Regions from separate parts of the Rattus norvegicus genome. Here region 1 is linked to region 2. A link is a contact called in public Hi-C data. All regions are on one chromosome and are shown on one strand. The core of a region is the stretch at or near the end of the contact, and the rest is flanking DNA. Distances in the headings are between cores, read along the strand shown.

Region 1 (3,408 bases), core at 293-2,792, 130 kb after region 2:
AACCTTTCACCTCTCTGACCCCCTCAGTATCTCCTGGAGTAAATCAGGGGCATACTTCAGGTGACAAAAATTAGGTGAAAAGAAGCAAAAGTATTTACACGTTCTAAAAGCAGAAATCAATTTGTCCCGGGCCTTGGCTTTATTGGAGGTAGGTCTGCTTCGCTGGTTAGAGCATGGAAGGGATTATGGGATTCCGAGTTTGTTGATCTTTACGTGGATTGTATTCAGGAATTAAGCAGGCTGGAGGTGGATCTTAGGAAACCCAAGGATCACCCAAGCTGGGAGTTGAGCCAGGTGAGGGCTTGGCAGGTTCCCCAGTGTAGAAGAGGCTAGAGAGCTGCTGTCTGCCTGCCTCAAGTAGGAAATTTAAATATCTGTTTGTCTTTCTGGAACGAGTGACGGACGAGGAGCTGGCTTCCAGCTCATATACTGCCACTAACCTTTCCAAGTCACTTTAGGCACCTTCTTTAATCTTTTCGGTTGCGGTTTTGGCTGCAAAAGCAAAGAGTATTCATCTAGGTGCCGGGGCAAGGTCCCCTACAACAATAAAATCTTTTGAAGGAGATTGTTCCAAATCTTAAACGTGATTTCTCTGTGGTTAACGACCCTAGGACAGCTGTGGTTCTTCCCTGAGTCCCTGAGATGTTAGCTATCTCTGTTTGTCGGGTTGGGGGGCAGGGAAGTGTCCCTGCTTCTAAACCAGGAGGAGGAGAATTCTCCAAGATGCCTACAGCTGACCTTCTGACCCGGCTCAGCAGCTGCTCTCCCTGCCCCCAGCCTGCCCTTCCAGTCCCTACTGCTGGAATTTTCATCAGCTTTGCAGTGCTCTGCCTGAACAGCCAGGGCTTTTGGACTCTGAACTCCCAAGTTGGCGAGCAAATGCCTGGGCACTCAGGGTTTGCCTCTTCTGGGCACTTTTCACAGGCTCTTCAGCCAAGAGTGACCGAGAGAAGTGGAGGTCTGGATTGTTTAACAGTGGCTTCTTTATCTGCTTCACCCACCGCCGACCAGGGCAGCTCTAGAGTTATCAGAGTGTCATTAACTGGGACAGCTGCTGGTAAACAGAAGGATGTGGACACCAGCGCTCCAGTCAACAGGAATTTAACTTTAATCTGCTCCTTACTTAAAGAAACACCGCTCTCCTCTCTGTGCAGGGCCAGCGTGTATTTATCTCCCTTAACTTTCAGATAGAAGACTGGCATGAGCTCAGGAAACCCCCGCCGGCTACAAAATTAATAAGGTGTTAGGGACATGCACCTTAGGTCGATTGGAGGAGACGCTTGCCCCAGAGAGGAGGGAAGGAGAGCTCACCCAGGAGTTGTCTGCCTAGCTGGAAACCGATCCTACATATTTATAAAGGTGAACTTGGCTCACGGCCAAACGCCTGCATTTAAGTGATTAACAAATGCTTCTCTTTAAGCGGACACCTCTTGTTCTAAATATATTTGACAAGAATGCGAAGAGTCATCTGGTGGGCAGAGAGGGCGCAGCTCGGGCCTTCTCTTGCTAGGCTGGCAGGCCAGCCCGGGCCGTGCTCCTGCACGCTTGGTGCCAGCCGAGTTCACGTCGCTGGTGGGCAGGCTGCCAGAGCCAGTGGCTCCCCACTGTTTAACGACAACGGATTTACGGCTTCCCTCCATATTGGTGTTATTTTGTATAAACAAGGTTAACACTCCTTTTAAATTAAATGCACCACCTGGTGACTGAATGGGTGACCTTGCCAGCCTCACCTGCCCTGCCCTAGACCGGGTTCCAGCTCTTCTGTCTACCTGTAGCTCCTTGGAATCGACCGTGCTTCCTTTTTAAACAGACGGAGCTCCTTGGGAACGGCGGAGACTGACAGGTCACTAGCCCTGGGTCCCGGGCCTGATGGGACCAGAACGGACTGGAAGTATGAGATGCACCCGAAATCCTTCCAAGGTGTACGGCCCAGATCAGACTGTGACCCAATGACTCCGTGCCTGCAGAGCCCGGAGGACTGCCTTTTAGAGTTACAAGGCGGCCCCCAGAATAGAGCACTCCAGAGGAGGTCGCGTGGTGAAAGAGATCTTTTGTGTTGCACTGTGGCTGTAGGACTGATCTTGTAGAGGGCTCAACCTCTTCCCCACCCTCCAGGAATGTGAACACCTGGAAAAATTCTCCTGGCTTTACTTGGAAGAAATTTAATGGTGTAAACAAACGCAGCAGGAAGTCCCCTTTGATACAGAAGGCAGTGGGATAACATGCTGAGCCAAGGGGGCTCTGCCTGCCAAGGTCCATTCTGAAAACATTGCAAGAATAGCTTGGGGTTGTCTAGGAAAATTTAGGTGGACTGCTTGGCAGTAGAAATCTCTAGAAACTCCATCTAGTAACTTCCAGCAAAACACACTCCAGTTACTCATTTTATTGGCAGCATGGCGTCAAACACCCTTCGACATTTTTTATTTGCCAGTGTACAGTAGGGCAAAATTATCCCCCCCCCCGGTGGTATTTGCTATGCCATGTAGCATGAGGTATTCTGGACTAGCTGTCAGCCCTACTGCTAAGCAAACATGGAAGTAGGACCTGGAGAGGGACGTGACCTCCTCAAGGGTTTAGTCCCCAGGCCCTGAAGTCCAAACACATCATGAGGGCTGTTCTGTGGAAGTCGGGAAGCCAACTGTGCAGCACGCTAGCAGTTCTAGTACTTTCAAACCCAGTAGCAGGAGGATCAGGACTTAGAAACCAGCTTTTATTACACCAAGTTAGAGATCAATCTGTTCATAAAGAGATTGAGACAGTCTAAGAAACAAAAGAAAGCCAACCAAACAACAAAAACAAAACAAAGTGATAGGTACCAGAAATGTGTCTTTCATAGCAGCTTACACTGGTATGAGAATATCTTTACAAAGAAGCAGAATAAATAATTCTAGCAAGTGGTATAGACTTTTAAAAAGATTAAATTTATTTAGTGTGTGTTTGTGTGTGTGTGTGTGTGTGTGTGTGTGTGTGTGTGCATGAGTGGGCCGTGCTGTAAATATGTAGAGACCAGAGTTTACCATGCAGTTCCAGTGGATGCCTGATTATTCGACTTGATGGCAAATGCCTTTACCAGCTGAGCCAGCTCACTGGCCCATAGTGATAGAGTCCTAACCATTTTACAAACATTTTAATAAATTAGTTAAAACATCTCAGACTTAGGGTAAAATGTTTTCTCTCTCCTCAAATTTCCCTAAGGGGTATTATCTTGTTGTAGGAGGTCTCCCGAATAACCCTAACATTAGTAGGCTCCATTGTCCAGGTGTGGTAAATGTGGCAGTCTAAAGGCATCTAGAGACTGAAAATGTGTAGGTTGGAAACTCCAAGTGCTCTGTTTCGGGGAAACTGAAGATGAATAGGACACAGGAAGAAGGAGAGGAGGAGGAGGAAAAGGAAGCAGAGGAGTAGTGG
Region 2 (3,654 bases), core at 839-3,338:
GAAAGGAGAATATTTGGATCAGTGGACTTGAACTGAGCATCCAGAAATAGTTCTTTTTCCAGTTAATTGGTTTTTGCATAACGTGTGACAAAACAAGTTGATGCAAAACCACCACCACAGCCACCACCACCACCACAACAACCACCACCACCAGTACCACCACCACCACCAGCACCAACACCAACAACAACAACAACAATCATAGCAACAACAACAAAACCCCTCCAAAAAATCCCCAAACCAACCAACCAACCAACCAACCAACCAGCCAACCAAAAAAAACCTTTAAAAAAACACCCAACCTAACCCAACCAACCAACCAACAACAACAGCAGCAGCAGCAGCAAAAAAAAAAAAAAAAAAAAAAAATCAAAAACCCAACCCAATCTTCTCAAAATGTGATACTGGGCAACTGAGTATCAATTTACAAAAGAATAACATTAGACCACGTGTCCCATGTCATAATCAAAAATAACCCCAAGATGGGTCATGGAATTAAATGAATGAGCTAAGATAGAATTAAACAAGAGTTTTCTAAATATGATACCAAAGGCAATGGGAAAACATACTGTGATCTGACTTTATCAAAGTTAATAGGAAAGTTTTATGTTTCAAACCACCATCAAGAAAATGAAAAGAAAAATCACAGGACAGCAAAGCCTTTTGAAGTCACATATATGATGAAGAACTTGGAGGCAGAGTATAAAAAGTCTGTCTAAATTGAACAACAAAAGATAAATATTTTATGAAAAATGGACCAATCTCGAGAACCCATATAAACAGTCAGGCATGCTGGCAGGCATGCAGAGTTTGGGGTGCTTTGACCGGCAGAGCTCTGGAGCTCAATGGGAGGTCAATCTAGCCTAAGTGAGAAGTTTTCCACCCACAAGAAACCCTGCATCAACACAACAAATAAAACAAAACAAAGCAAAACAAAGCAAAAACCCAAACAACAACAGCAAAGAAAAAGACAAAAACCAAGGTGGACAGTGCCTGGCCAACATATGGCAAGGACCTGAGGTCGACATATGGTCTCTGCACTTACACATATGTGCACCCCCTACACTCCCACACCTTGGGTTTTGTGTACTAGGGTTTGAGCGGATCCTTTTCTCTAAAGAAAGTGTACAAGTTACCAATAAGTACATAAAAAGATGTCCAGTGTCAATAGTTCTTAAGAAGATTCAAGTAAAACCCCCAATGACATTCCACTGTCTATATCCACTAAAATGGTGAAGGAAGGAGATAATAATAAGACTTAATGCGGAGAGAACGTGACAGCCCCCATGCACTGAGGATGGGAGTAGGAAACACTGCAGCCCATTTGGGAGCCAGCGTGTCCGTTTCTCAAAATGTAAACCACAGAGTTTTCATAGGATGTGGCGATTTCACACTTAGGCATGTACCCAGGAGAACTGAAGACCTATGTAAACAGTAAGAGTGCCAAGGATCTTGTTACCCACATTACTCAAGGTGCCAAAAGTGGAAGGGACTCTAACACTGACCAACTGGCGATCGCATAAAACATGAGACATCCATGCGCTGCAACATACTGGGTCATAAAGACAAGCGAGGCACTTATATGATATATGGATAAACCTTGAAAACATTATCCACTCAGCAAGAGAAGCTAGACACTGAAGACGACACAGTATACATCTCTATGTATATGAAATGGGACAAACGGGAAAATCCCACAGATAGAAAGTAGGTTACTAGTTGCTGTGAATCGGAGGAGAAGAAAATACAGTGACTACTAGTTGACATACATTCTAGGATTAGAGGCATAGCACCCTGTTCTAAGTAGTTAATTTCTCCAAGATGTGATAATTGGCCCAGTTCAAAATTGCCCACTAATACACCATTTCCTCCTCTTTTTTAAATGTCGTGAAAACTTTGTCACTGGAATGTGTTTCCCGGCATCCCTTGTAGGTATGTGTAGCTATATGTCTTCACTATATAATAACTTAAAAGGAAATTGCTGGCTCTTTACCTCTTTCCTTCCCATTTTAGGTTGGCTGAAGCACCCACATGGGGTATTGATCTACTTCTGAGAAGGCTGTCAAGAAAAACAAACAGGAGGCTGCCACGGTGCCAATTTGAGGGCAGAGGCTTCCTAGTCTCTCTAATGCCAGGGAAAAACAAACTCTCCACCATCCGTTAGTCGTTGGCACTTTAAAGTATTCCAACTAATCTAATTTATAGAATGACGTCTTTGGTGTTGTGGTCATTAAAAATACATGCGGCCTCTTTCTTTCTTTGGATCCGTTCTCAGATTGTTTCAGATGAACAGCTAAGCACAGTCCTTTCCTCCTGGGACTTGAAAAGATGGCGGAAATGTTGTTATGTGCATAAACAGCACAGAATGCAGTAAGGAATAAGAAGAGAGATTTGCATGGTGGGTGTGGAACTACATGTGAAGCTCAGAGAGAGCACAGGCAGGAAAGAGTAGGGAAGTAGTAGTTCTTGGATATACAACTCACAGGGAAGAACCACGGTAGACAGGAGGGCCAGGGCCAGGCAGGCAGGAGAGAGTAGTACAGTAGCCAGTAGCGTAAGTGGGATGCAAGGGTTTGCGTTGAAGCCCAGGGCAGCTGTCGAAGCTCGAAGCCTGCTCTTCGAAGTCAAGGAAGAGATAACAACTGAAGTACTGGGCGGTTCTATAGTCGCAATTAGCTTCGTGTGCCAACTCTCCATGTGCACTTCAACCCTTTCTATTTTCAAATCATCATTTAGTTTTTGAAGTCAGTTAGAAATTAGTTTTAATGTTAGTGTTTCTATAAGTAAGAAAAATGGTGGTAATGATTTCATGTGTGTGTGTGTGTGTGTGTGTGTGTGTGTGTTTTGCAGGCATATGTGTGTTCGTGTGTGTGCAGGTATACATGTGTGCAGAAGCATGTCTAAGTGTGTGTATATGCAGGCCTGAGGTTTTGTTCTTCAGGAGATATCCACCCTACTTTTTGAGACAGCCTCTCACTGTGGCTTACCAGTGAGACCGTACTGATTCGCCAGTGCAACTCGGGAGTTCCCCATCTTTGCCTTCCCAGTGCTGAGATTGCAGCCATTGTGCCCAGCTTTTCACAAGGGCAGTGAAGAGTCACCTCAGATCCTTATGCCTGTGAAGCCGACACCTTCCATTTCTTCTACCTGTAAGAAAACAGCATGGCCCTGAACAGCACAAGTAGAATATCAGAATGTATGAATTAGAATGAGAAGTTACGTCATCTTTCCCTGCTGCAAATGTTTTTTCTAGCTAGTTGATAACCACTTTGTTGAATGTTATGCCTTTCCTCCAGTAATATTTACTTACAATTATGAATGCCAATCTGGCACCTTATCTTTCTTGTAGTAAATTGTTTATTTTCGAAAGTTTTTTTTTTAATTTTAGAATGATGTTAGAATTATAGGACAATGTAAAATGCCACTGAAAATTTCGATTTCCTTTTAGCTTGCTTCAAAGTCAGCCTTTTATGATTTCATGATACTAAGAAAATAAGTACAATTGAGAGCAGTATTATTAATTAAGCTCCAGTCTCCTCTTTCTTCTCCTTTTTTGCCTTCTCTTCTCTGCCTTCCTCTTCACATCTTCCTTTTGCTGTTTTAAGATTCACTCTACCGTCTGCAATTGTCTATCGTCTTTAACGTTTAATTTAC

Evidence for each region. Hi-C and Micro-C count contacts between places; a contact is called where the count stands out from the background.
Region 1: a contact with region 2 is called in a Hi-C map of liver, with 2.7 times the contacts expected there. The contact joins two enhancer-like sites. A contact is called at or near these places in 2 of 12 Hi-C or Micro-C datasets (the A7r5 cell line and liver).

The regions. Positions count from the first base shown.
Region 1 is chr1:133,712,174-133,715,581 of GRCr8, forward strand. No RefSeq gene overlaps it. Among named protein-coding and RNA genes, the nearest start is that of Nr2f2, 290 kb to the left of the region's middle. Within about 2 kb of position 1,543, at least 16 of the 93 cell types and tissues checked have an H3K27ac peak or open chromatin away from gene starts, as enhancers often do. A contact at or near this core is called in liver, where this site is marked.
Region 2 is chr1:133,577,498-133,581,151 of GRCr8, forward strand. No RefSeq gene overlaps it. Among named protein-coding and RNA genes, the nearest start is that of Nr2f2, 150 kb to the left of the region's middle. Within about 2 kb of position 2,089, at least 1 of the 93 cell types and tissues checked has an H3K27ac peak or open chromatin away from gene starts, as enhancers often do. A contact at or near this core is called in liver, where this site is marked.